Linked DNA regions of Bicyclus anynana: region 2 is linked to region 1. The links are chromatin contacts, called in public Hi-C maps. All regions are on one chromosome and are shown on one strand. Each heading gives the region's core, a stretch centred on a gene start, on an enhancer-like site or on the middle of the called end of the contact. The rest is flanking DNA. Distances are from core to core; before and after follow the strand shown.

Region 1 (6,388 bases), core at 623-3,122:
GAATAAAGAACTTGGGTCGCAATTTTTTAATCCGCGAATAGTGAAAACGCGAATAAAGGAAGCGCGAATAAGGGACTTTCACTGTGGCTGTAATATCCAGACCTTCCTAAAGTCCTACCATTTTTTAAACGCAATCACGGAGTGAAAGCAGGGGAGGCTTTAGGAGGCAGCACGGTTCAAGGGTCCAACTCCTAACCGTCCGAGTAGAAAGCGTAATTATTTTATATTTTTTCAGTATAATTTTTGATATCAAAGTCAAAGTCAACATTTTTGTTTTTCATTTAAATCTTTTGTTCATTTTAAACCCTGATAATGTATGTCTTATGTCGCAATATGGTTAGGCTTAATTTCAATATGTATTTTCTAGAATAATAAAAAAATAATAAATTTTTTATTGTCTTTTTTATACTAATTTATTATATAAAACAATGTACGCATTATACTTACAAATTATACAAAATTGAAAATTCCTTCTCTACAGAATCATAAAAAGTCCTCAGGGTAGGTTGTAATAAAATAAAATAACTAGCGTATTAATCAACTCGCCAACCTCACTAAAACGTCAACTTTGTAGGGATGGTTTATTTTGAACGTAAACTAAATAAATGTAGGTAATACTTTCTGTTTTGTACAATAAAATAAAAAAAAAGTACATTATTGCATATACTATGAAGAGCACCCCATTGTGTACGAGTATGAGCTTTCAACTCTTCCGCATACTTTCAACTTTTCCTCATAATTATTATCTACGTTTCTAATTTGAACTGCTAAGCTGCGGAACACCCTTCCGGCGTCTGTTTCCTGCCGTCTGCAATCTAAACACCTACAAGGCAAGAGTGAATAGGCATTTTCTAAGCACTTTCTAGGTAAGCGCGTTCCATCCTAGACCTCACCATTGCTTTCCATCAGGGATGATTGTAGTCAAGCGCAAGCCTATAAACAGGATACGCGCGAAAAACGTAACCTTTTGTTTTAAAAGTTTGAAAAACCGGCAAGATAATGCCGTGTGCACGTAGGCTTAGTTGAACGAAAATGACAGTTGTTTGCGTAGGCACAATTATAAATAAATGTGTTAGACGTATATATGAAGGACTCATAATAATGGTGGAGGTCCTCAACGACATGCAAGGTATACTTCCTCATGTTCATCTGCCGCGCTAGAGTGAATACAAAAATCCTTGAACGCGCTAATCTCAGGAACTACTGGTCCTATTTGAAAAAATCTTTCAGTGTTTAGTGCTGTTTAGGCAAAACACACTCACGACATTTTTTTTGCTATTAGGTTTTTCGCGGCGCCCTCTTGGTTTGCATAATTCTACCACCGGAGTCCACTCGCTGGCTAGTTTGATATAAAAAAGAGAAAAAATAACAAGATAGAGGGTAGATCAATTCTGCAACCTTTACAGCTGCTGTCAAGTTCGCATCTCGCTAACTTCAGTCCCGTCGTGACCCCGATCTATAGTACTGGGTCGAAATATCGACATCAAAAATCTCGTCGTTTTATTTAAAAAAATCAAAATTCATTTATTTCTCGTGGTATGTACCCGTTTAAATAATATTCGTAACGAACAACCACGAAATAAGTTTAAAATCATTAATTTTTAACTGTTATAGTAAAAGGAAGGTCTCGCCACCACTGGCTCTTAGTCTATATAAAAAGATAATGAACGCTTTAAACAAGTTATTGTTGCTATGTTGACTACAGTGTGCATCGGAAGTATCTGTTGATCGAAAAGTAGCGCCTAACTTGCATCGGAACTGTCGCGTGTGCGGCATGCGACTGAAAGTTGCCTCACGCCTCTCTGCTGCCCTCTCGTTCGCCACTCTTTGCTTATTTATTTTACTCAAGTTAGTATTGCCACGGTCGCCGCGAGAGTATGTCGCGTCGCGCATGCTGTTACAAAACACGTGAATAATAACGATAAATGACATATAGATGCATATAAACAATGCAGCCGCATACTGTGTCATCTTAAGTTCTTCTTTGGATTTTCATAGTTGCGCCGTTCAATCGGATCTCGATCTAATGTGGTGTGTTTACGTTTTGGCTTGAGCACATGTGCGTTTTGTGATAATTTGGCGCAATGCCATTGGAAATAAACAACTCCGTAATATAGGTGCAAAATTTTAATCTTCCACACGTTATAATTTATAAGGAAATCAGTTTGGATTACATAATAATAAACACGATAAAGTGCACCGGCCATTTGTGACTTTGTGATTAAACATATTTTTACATATTAACTCTATACTAAATATCATAAATATTATAAAGTTTGTTGGGGTAATATCTGGATCTACTAAACCGATTAAGAAAATTCATTTACCAATAGAAAAATACATAGTTGTGAGTGTCATAGGCTATATTTTATACCTGTATTCCTACGGGAACGGAAACTACGCGGTTGAAACAGCAAGGCGTCTGCTAGTAATAAATATTAAAAAAAAATATATGAAGTTTCTAGTTTGATTATTAAAATAATTATAAATTAAATCATAAACTATATATTTTTTACTAAAATATTTTTATTTACGTATGTACCTATCTATTATAATTATTTCATTGAAATTGAAATAGTAACTAAGTATTTAATTGCAAATGACTGACCGAAATAGGTCATGAAGGTGTTTTAAATTTACATACGTGTAGGTAAGTGGCAGTTACAAACAAATTATAAAGTTTTTATTTTGACGACAATCAGTACATTATGCATATCAATATAAAGTGACTAGTTATTTTTATTTATAGAAGTTACTCATGTTAAATGTCATATATTATAATAAATCATAGGAGTAATTATGATAATTCCTACCTATAAATGATAATAACGAAATATCCACTACAGAAATACCTACCTGAAAGCGATTATTTCATTTCTTCTTGATCGTAATATTTCACTGTTCCAAGATTCACCTTTTCCAAAAAGTAAACGGGTCCAATTAGGTATTTGTATTTGTACATTTCTTTTTGATGAGGGACTAGGTAGCTAATTTAGTCCCTAATTAAAACAAAAGTATTCATCGAGTTTAGTCTGGCTATCAGTCTATTCCTAGAAACTATATTTTGGTATACTTAAATGTTTGATAGGGTATCAAACATAAGTATCCAAAAAAAAAAGTTTTAGATTTGCATACGAGTACCTAGGTAATAAATATAATAATTAAAAGAGTTGCTTGGGATTAAATTTAATGTACCTACTACCTACCTATTGTGTTAAATTTTCAGGGTACAGAACGTGTTACCTTTGTTTTGTAATCCAATCAAATTTGTTTTATTTAAATAGGCTACTAGCATATTTAATAAAAGGCTAGTTTACTGCTACATCATTTATTAAATATATTTAAAATTAAAAAATCATCAAACTCAAACTCAAAATTCATTTGTTTTAATTAGGTATACTTACAAGCACTTTCGAAACGTCATTCATATGTAAACTAGCGGCCCCCGTCTAGCTTTGCTTTAACTAATGTGCGCATCTTGCTGCCTTACCCTACCCTACCATACCCTACAAATGCCCCATACAAACTTCCACCCACCATTTTAGGGAAGTGGGGGTTTAGAAAGAGACAAAAAGTAGCCTATGTCACTCTCCATCCTTTCCAACTATCTCCTCTTAAAAATCAGCCAATTCTTCGCTCTCACATTTATAATATTAGTACCTATGGATTACTAGCAGACGCCCGCTACTTCGTACAACCTTCGCGTGAAATTCAGTATTTCACCAATACCGCGGGAACCGTCTATTTTCCTGGATTAAAGTATGTTGCTATGTAACCTCTATCTTCCAGTGAAAGTTCCATTACTATCGGTCCAACAGTTCCAAAGAATAGTCCGTTCTAAACAAACAGACATACATTAAAAAATAACTTGATTGTGTTTTAGTATCGTGTAAATAATAAACTACCATAGGTGCTTGAGAAAACACAGTTATTTTGACATCACAAACAGATCCTTTTATTTTATTTGTATGTATTTATTGATTAACTAGCCGACGCCAGCGACTTCGTCCGCGTGAAACTCGATGTAAACTTTCAACTACCCCTATCCTACCCCTACCCTACCCCTACCCTACTTTTCTGGTTGATTTTTTACACCTTGTGTCCGAAAAACCCAAATATCTTACGGAACCCTATTTTTTTCCGAAATAAAATTTAGCCTATGTTACTTGTGGATAATGTAGCTTTCGAATGTTGAAAGAATTTTTAAAATCGGTCCAGTAGTTTTTGAGCCTATCCATTACAATCAAACAAACAAACAAACAAAGTTTTCCTCTTTATAATCTTTATAATATTAGTATAGATTTATTATGACATAATATTAATCCTGCTTCTTTTATGAAGATGAAAGCCGATCCACTTACCTCCAAACTTGCTTAGAGGCATTGGATCGGCTTTCATCTTCAAACAACAAGTAGAATTAATAATATTCAAACCCACCCCAGGTACATTAATGTCATTGCACCTTCATATCTATATCATGTGTAAAAGCTTAGCGATTTGGAAATGTATCTAATACATTTATTTTACACTAGCGTGTACACCTCACAGTTTCACCTGCGTAGTTCTCGTTTCTGTAGGAATACGGGAATAAAATAGCCTTTGTCACTCACAATAACGCAGATTTTTAATTGTAAAATAATTTTCAAAATCGTTTCAGTAGATCCCTCACTAATTACAAACTATAACAAAAACTCACAAACTTTATCTGTTTACGATATTAGTAATAAATCTATACTGTTATCATAGAGAGATTATAAGATTTTAGGATTTATAATATGTTTAGTATTGAAATTACATCGATCATTGATATGCAAATGTCTTGTAAATAAGTAATTTGTTTTAAATTCATTAACATTGTGAATCGTAGATTTACATCGGTGAAATGATTCAAGATATTAATTTAAAATTTAAACTTTATCTTGAAAATTGTAAACGATAAGCCGCGAATAACTGCTGATTTTTTTCATTTAAGTCTTAAATAAACTGTTAAATAAATTGATTGGATAAGAATTAGTAGTAGTAGTAGTAATCATCATCACTTTCAATGAATTCTCTGTGACCTCTTGTTAGGACTTTCAAGCATCACGGTTTTAAACCGCCTGCATCCAGCGGCTTCCTGTAACCCCCTCGATACGTCGGTCCACTTAAAGGGGGGTCGACCAGTACTGCGCTAACAGCGGCGTCATTCCAGCTCTGGGTCCCCAACATCCATACGCTCTTCGAATTATGTGCCTTGCCGTTGCCACTTTAGCTTGTGACTAACTACGAGTATGTCGGACTTTAATGATATTCGTAGTAGAGCTTTCTGTGTCTAGTCATGCCCACTTGTAAGTTCTACCATCATGCTTATGTGATCGGTCGTCTTTGTTCTAAGATTTTTGCCTTTTGGCTAAAAGCAAATTATCCCTCTACTCTCTATAGACTCTAAAACCCCTCCAGGTACTTCAGAACCGAATCATGCGGCACGGGCGCTCCGTGATTTGTACGCAATAACGTCTTACATAGAGACCTAGATCTCCCTGCAATAGCCCAATATGTTAAACAGCTCTTAAAAACTTATTTTCAGAGAGCCACCACCCACCTCAACCAACTAGTGGTTGAGGCTAGCAACTACACCCCCGATTCCAACGCTGATTGTAGATCTAGTCTTCCAAAAAAAAAATACGGCATTACAGCCGACAACCCTGATTTTTTGGGCCAAAATACCCTTCACGAACGACCGTATAAGCCGAGGTCCGAGTCTCAGAGGAGAGTCGTTTTGCAATTTTTTATTCTGCTTCTGCCTTCGGGCCTCATCAGGCAATGCTTCTGCGCTCGCTCCAAACCCACCAGTGACGTCGCTGAGGTCCCACCAATAAGCACATGGGACTTACACAATCCGTTACGAAACGTTATGGGGTAACGTACTCAAGGCATTATTTTAGAGGACGTGGTCCTTGCAAGATTCAAAGTAGACACGCTAATGTTTCGAAAACAGAAACACAATTTGGCGAAGTATTTTGTAACCTTTCCATTTCCTTAGGTTACACTCAAGTACGTGGAGGTAGTCAACAGCATGAAAGGATTTCGCGCTGAGCAAATCCCAAAATTCCCCTCTACGGCTATCACTGTTAGGAAAACTATTATGTGTTACGCTGCGGCTTCTGAAGCGATTTGGCTGAAATTTGAAATGGAAATAAATTTTACTCCGGATTAATTCCGGAAATGATCATGGGGCCCGCGGGATTTGTGAAAAAATGAATTCCACACGGACGAAGTCGTGGGCGTTCACTAATATAATCTAAACTGACAGATAAACAGACAGGGAATCAATGTATTATTTAGAGTAGATAGTAGTTGGGATTAATATCCAATATTTGTATGCGAGTCTCTTAAAACCACTAATTAG
Region 2 (6,275 bases), core at 3,568-6,067, 35 kb after region 1:
AATATGAGGAGCGATTTCCACCTATGGATTTGATATGAAAAACGATGTTTTGCCAGTTCATTATTTTTCATGTAAACAATTATTTTTAAATAAAAACAATGCAGAGACCGACCTACTCGTAAATGCACACAAAGAATATTACCAACATAAGGCAAGCCGTTCTGAAATTGTTAAAATTAATGTATAATATGTCACCATAATTGTAAATACCGTGAGATTATAATCTACCTTGTGAGATGTTGGACTGTAGAAAGACTGTGAGCCGCAACATACTGCTTACAATTTAACGTGTGTGTATTATTCGGTAAATTGTAAGGAAGAACAAGAATTCTTGTATTTTTTATTTGTAATAAATAAATACCTTACCTAATCTAATCATTGGTATCTGAGACACTCAAGTTCCGGTTCTTTAGAGTATGTTGCGGTTCACAATCTTTCAACATTTCACTAACTCGCGAGATAGATTATAATCTGACGGTATTTATAATTTTACGGTGTCATAGTATACAAAGAAGATTTTTAATAAGTGCAATACCACTTATTATTATTATAAGTGACAGAAAAATTGAGGAGTAAGGTTAGCTTGGTATGGTCATGTAATGCGTAGGGAGGAAAGTCATATTATTAGAAAAATGTTGAATGTGCAAGTGGAAGGACATAAGAGGAGAGGAAGGCCAAAGAAGAGATGGTTGGATTGTGTGGATTCTGTGTGCGTAAAAGGAGTGGATGATGAGTTGATGAGTAATAGAGACGAATGGAAAAGATTGACATATTTTTCCGACCCCACAGTGGGATAAGGGTAAGGAGATGATGATAATTACTTATTACGAATATATCCTTGTATTTTATATTTATATTTAAAGAATATTAGTATTTTTTTTAACATGTTCAGTATTCACATTCGCCTGTAATTAGTCGGAATGATTGTATTAGGAGAGAGTACGGCAATAGTTCACTGGGCGGGGATCGAACCTATGACCTCGCCGGCCCCTTTATTAGATCTGTTGAGCTTATATTTCCAGAATTCTGATATCGCAAAACTCTACAACATTGCGTAACAATCACCAACGATAAAACACGTTTCTATAAAAATTACAACTCATACTTTGTACTAAAAACCAATAAATTTTAACTTGTCTATGGCGTGACAATGTTAGCATATTATTTTTATATAAAAAAAAATGCATTGTCTATAATTCTTAAGTTGTGTTCTCTGGTGTAGAGTACGGAGACCTTGATCTCTTGAACTAGTTTCTGAAGTTGGCTTCGAATCTTAGATAACCATCCACTTACTCGTTCATTTTCTTTTGTTTAAGAAATCTTTAGTAACAATAACATTTGTAAAAGATTACACGTTTTATTACAACGTATATTAAATACATTTTTGAGTAAACATATATATATCTACTTATATTATTGTAAAATGCTATAATCTTTGTAACGATTGGATTCGAGTGATTTAAGATTTACAGTAGTACTTTAAAAGCCAATACTGTCAAACCTTACACTAAAACAATAGGGATGATGACAGTTTTTTAAACTGTATATAAATTAAGAGTATGCTAATAGTAAAGCAATTTTGTAAAAGTAACAGGGTATCTGCGATCATTACTTTCGGAGTTACAGGATGTAAAGGGTCAGATTTGCGGCGCTGCCGCGGATCCCTGAAAAACGCCCCATACAAAATGGTATGGGGCGTTTTTCGTATGGTACGAACTAATGACGTCGTAGGCAATAAATGATCGTTAGATTTGTATGGGCGTTTAAACAAAATTACTAATATCTTTGTTATTTCTGAGTTTATGTTTATAGTTTATATATTAAAAAATGACACTTAATGTAAGGAAGCTAAAACTGTATGAATTTTCATCTAATTACGATAAAAGATTTTTAATAGATTTTGAAATTTTATAATCTTATTTATTTTGCATATATCCAGTCAATCTTTGCTTTGTATAAATTAGTTAACATTGACCTTATTTACCCGAATTTATTATAAAAATCAATATATTCAAACCTAGTCATCATACCCATTTTCATTGTCAAAACAAAAGCCGTAATGTTACATTAAAAAAGATAACACTGTCGCTAAGTTTTCTTGGTTTGTTTAATTTTCCGCTTAACTTTCTTGTTTCCTTCTTTCATAAGTAGCAATTGCTATTTTAAAGAGTAATAATAGTCGACCAATTTAAAAACGTAATTGGAAATTAAAAATTTAATTAAAAAAAATTACGTTGTCAGTAAGATAACTCAGAGTCTGTTAAAAATAGAACGCTGAAATTTGGTGTTTATTAATAACTTCGATAAAGTGATAAAAAGAAAATTAGAAAAAACTAATTTGAAAAAAAAACTAATCGCCTATCCCATGGTGTGGGGTATCGTTACCGGTATTTTTGTTCATTACATAAAGGATTAAAGTGCTAACTTAACCTACGAAACCCTACACTGCGCGGGGCCCGACACGCACTTGACCAGTTTTTATTATTATCTGTTGGTAAATGTTATGTTGACAGTCGGCTGATTGTGTCTAATGTTTACGACTACTGCGATACGATAAACTCGATTTATCATTCATTCGGCTAGTGATGTGTTTGATAATATTTATAAAACGAACGATCAAAACTTCTATCGCATTTGTAAATATTGTTTTGTAATAGCTGGATCCGGCACATGCTGTCGCGTGCCGTCATAGATTGAAGACACTACATGTTATAAGTAGACCCCATATCATATAATCATATCATATCGTATCATATCATCATCATCAAAACATATAAATAAAATTAAAGTATATATAGTACATTTAAATTCATGTTTATAAATGTGTATATAAATAGACCACGCACTATAAAGCGCATTGGTCGACCCCCGCAGGTGGAATGACGACAGAGCGAGTGGCAGAGATTCGCTGGATGCAGGTGACTCAGGATGTTTGGAAGTCCCTACAAAAAGTCTTATGTCCTGCAGTGGCTGATATGATAATGATGATGATACATATGTATATAAATACAATTAAATTTTATTTAAATGTATTGATTGAATTGTAAGGAAAAAGAGGTTGCAGCGCGAATATCAACAAGTATTAACTCATTCAAACTAATCTCCCAGTATCAATGCAATCTTTTCATTGTCGCATCACTAAATAAATTCTTTCATTGTTGGTCACTTTATTGATCGTTTCACGTGGCGAATTGTTCGTTTTGTTTTTTGTTACTTGCTGTTGCAAAGTGTAGTTTTTAAAGGATGCGCTACCGGATTGTACAGGAAAAGCGGCTGACATATCTCGGAGGTACTGTGTTAGTTTATTTTCCTTTTAAAACTGTTACAAAATACAAAAAGTTATATACACTTGACGGCACTTTATCAACTTGTTGTTACTCTATTAATCTGTGAGATTAATTTGAAACGACCATATTTATGAACATCGATTTAGATTTAAATCTCAATTTAATCTACTTTACTTTGAATAACATAGAGGTAGAAATTTTAATCCATGTTTATAAATATGGCTAAAAGAGTCTAAAATATCTTGAAAATGTGACATTTTGTCAAATTAAATTGGGAAATGTTTGACTTGATAAACATGTTTAAACGTTTCCAGTGCATTATTGCATTGTCGCAAATAAAATGTTTATTAGATTGAAGAAGTTTCATAATTCAAGGAACTACAACAAAACACTCTTTCAGTGCAATATTGTAGTTAACAATGTTTATTTTTTCACCGCGTGGGTGTTTGATTCCGTTTCTTCGAAGTTCCGGTATTTATCTATAGAATTATAGGGGACAAAGTGTTATTTGTTTTATTAACTGTCACTTATATATATATATAATACAATGAAATGATTATTTCTTGCTTTTATTTTTTTTTCGAATAAGCTCGCGTTTGACCATCATCTAACCTAACCGTAAGTGTAGATACTGTCTAAAGATGGGATACGCTTTCCTAGAAGGTTGTTTTCACTCTTGTTTTGAAGATTTAGCTATATGATTCAGAAATCACAGACTTGGGAATTATAGCTAAATTATAACTCCGAACATATATATTACGAATGTAGGTATTTATTATTATTGGACAATCACTGGGGCAACGCAAGTGTGAAGTAGCATTAAGATAAAAACTATAACAATAGCAAATTAAAATTTATTGAAGAAATATCGTAAACCACAAAGCGCAACTCATTGTTTTTATATATTCGATCGTGTTGGTTACTTTATCTTTATATTTACTTTTCATTACATTGTGTTTGTGTGGTTGTTATGCTAATTGGAAAAATATCGATTGCAATATAAAGAGTTTTTAAATTATTAATGTAATCAGATGTTGTTTCTTCATCTCCGAACAAAATGTTCAACCAAAGTCACTTCATGTTTGTTGTGCAAAAAGTTCTTCAATTAATTATGTTTATATATAAGATAAGAACTACGAATGACCATCATTTTAGATATACATGCAGACACCTCGCTCACCGAAACACCGTTCGATCATTCAGTACAGTGATTATGCATATAGGTACTCGCACGTTTTTATATATTACGTTATTGTTATAGATTAAGTTACTGACACTGAGTTCGTGATATAATTGGATCAGGTGCAGACTATATTTAGCGTAGTGAAATATACAGTATACACATGAGAGTGGTAGAGTGTCGGGTGCGAACTGCGATGTAGTCGCGTCTCCCCGGCACGGCAGGCTGGGCGTGGGCCGACGCAGTGTTGCGAGCGTTAGGTCTGCGCGCGCGCCGACGCGGTGCGGCGAGCATTAGGATTGCGCGCGCGCCGACGCGTCCACGGCGGGCGGCCGACACGCCCGGGTCGACTCAGTGACGAGGGACGATCGCGGCGCGGAGCGAGTGCGCGTGCGGCTCGTGTATAATTAGCAGGGAGCAGCCCTGGGAGGCGCGGCGGGCCGCGGGCCGCAGCGAGCGACGGGCGATGCGCCGCCCGCGCCCCGCGCATGCTGCGCCTACACTACTTCTCCGACAATCCCGCTCTCGTCGTAGAAGACGACGAAGAGTCTGTCTACTCCATCGAACTCATCAAAGAGTTCGAGGCTGTCGGCCGAGCGTGGAAAGCGTTCCTCGCCGACTGGCTAATAGAAGGTGGTCGGTTTGTTCAGTTGTTTACATCTCCCACGCCGCGTTACGTTTATAGTTTATAGTTTATATACCCGTTTTTTTTCCTCCGTTACATTGTTTCAAGCGTTACTCTTGTTTTGTTGATAAATATCTCAATACATCGTTCATTCATCGGAAGCTTATGTAGTGATTTACCGTATTGATCTTAAATTATAAGTATGTGTTAATTACTTATAATAAATTAGGGAAAAAGAATTCGAGTGTATTCGTGGCAGGTATTATGTAGCCTAATAGTAAGTACAATACGAGTATATCGACAACAGCACGGTAAGCGTCCAGTGGACTAGGTGTGTTCTTTTTCGGTCGGTATCGGTAATCGGTAAAATATTTTTAATCATTACAAGGCACCTATTGTATTATTTATGGTAAAGATGTTCAAAATTTTATTAATTTCTCACTTTTGCAAAATACAATTTTCACAGTAGTTAGCTACGTACTTTGGACAGAGGATATGGAATGGGTACGTACGTGACCATACACTGTATGTCCAGATATAGTGTATCACCCATAAATAAGATTCTATATATTTACATATACCGGCATTTAAATAAAACAATTTAAGACTCAAAAATACAAGAAACACTTTTTTTTATTTAATAGTAAGTATTGGTGTTTTTTAGATACAGTGTTTGACATGACAAATGTTTGTTGTTCCGATTTCCTTGTCGCCACGAGTTAGTCTAATAAGAGCCAACTAAATATAATTATAGACTCTTCGAGTGAGTATTGCCTACATTCAATCTTACGTTGTACGAGGCTCTCTCTGACGTCATGACCTTAGCTTCAATGCGAATACTTGTGAACGTAAATAAATAAACAACAGATGTTCTCGCATCAATAATTAAGATGGTCGAATTCATAATCATTTTCATCTTTTCAATCTGCCGACCTATACACTAACTTTACCGTATGTTAGCCACCTATAATTAACATAAATCAATAACAACCGTAACATTTTTCGTATTCCGTAAAGCCCGAACGAAAATCACTACCAACTACTCATACTCAACCGTATGAAAATTTTGCCTGTAAGTAATCTCAATTTTGATCAGTTAGTATTGAATAAAAAGTGAATACGAAATCACTTAACAATTACTAACAATAGCCAGTTGGTCAATTCTGTGTATATCCACTAATGT

Evidence for each region. A called contact is a pair of places that touch in the nucleus more often than the background predicts.
Region 2: a contact with region 1 is called in a Hi-C map of whole larva, with 2.9 times the contacts expected there. The contact joins two enhancer-like sites. A contact is called at or near these places in 2 of 2 Hi-C or Micro-C datasets (whole body and whole larva).

Annotation. Positions count from the first base shown.
Region 1 is chrZ:6,248,104-6,254,491 of ilBicAnyn1.1, forward strand. All of the region lies in intron 9 of LOC112048380, which reads left to right. Among protein-coding and RNA genes, the nearest start is that of LOC112048380, 53 kb to the left of the region's middle. Within about 2 kb of position 1,873, at least 8 of the 8 cell types and tissues checked have open chromatin away from gene starts, as enhancers often do.
Region 2 is chrZ:6,279,709-6,285,983 of ilBicAnyn1.1, forward strand. All of the region lies in intron 11 of LOC112048380, which reads left to right. Among protein-coding and RNA genes, the nearest start is that of LOC112053286, 28 kb to the right of the region's middle. Within about 2 kb of position 4,818, at least 8 of the 8 cell types and tissues checked have open chromatin away from gene starts, as enhancers often do.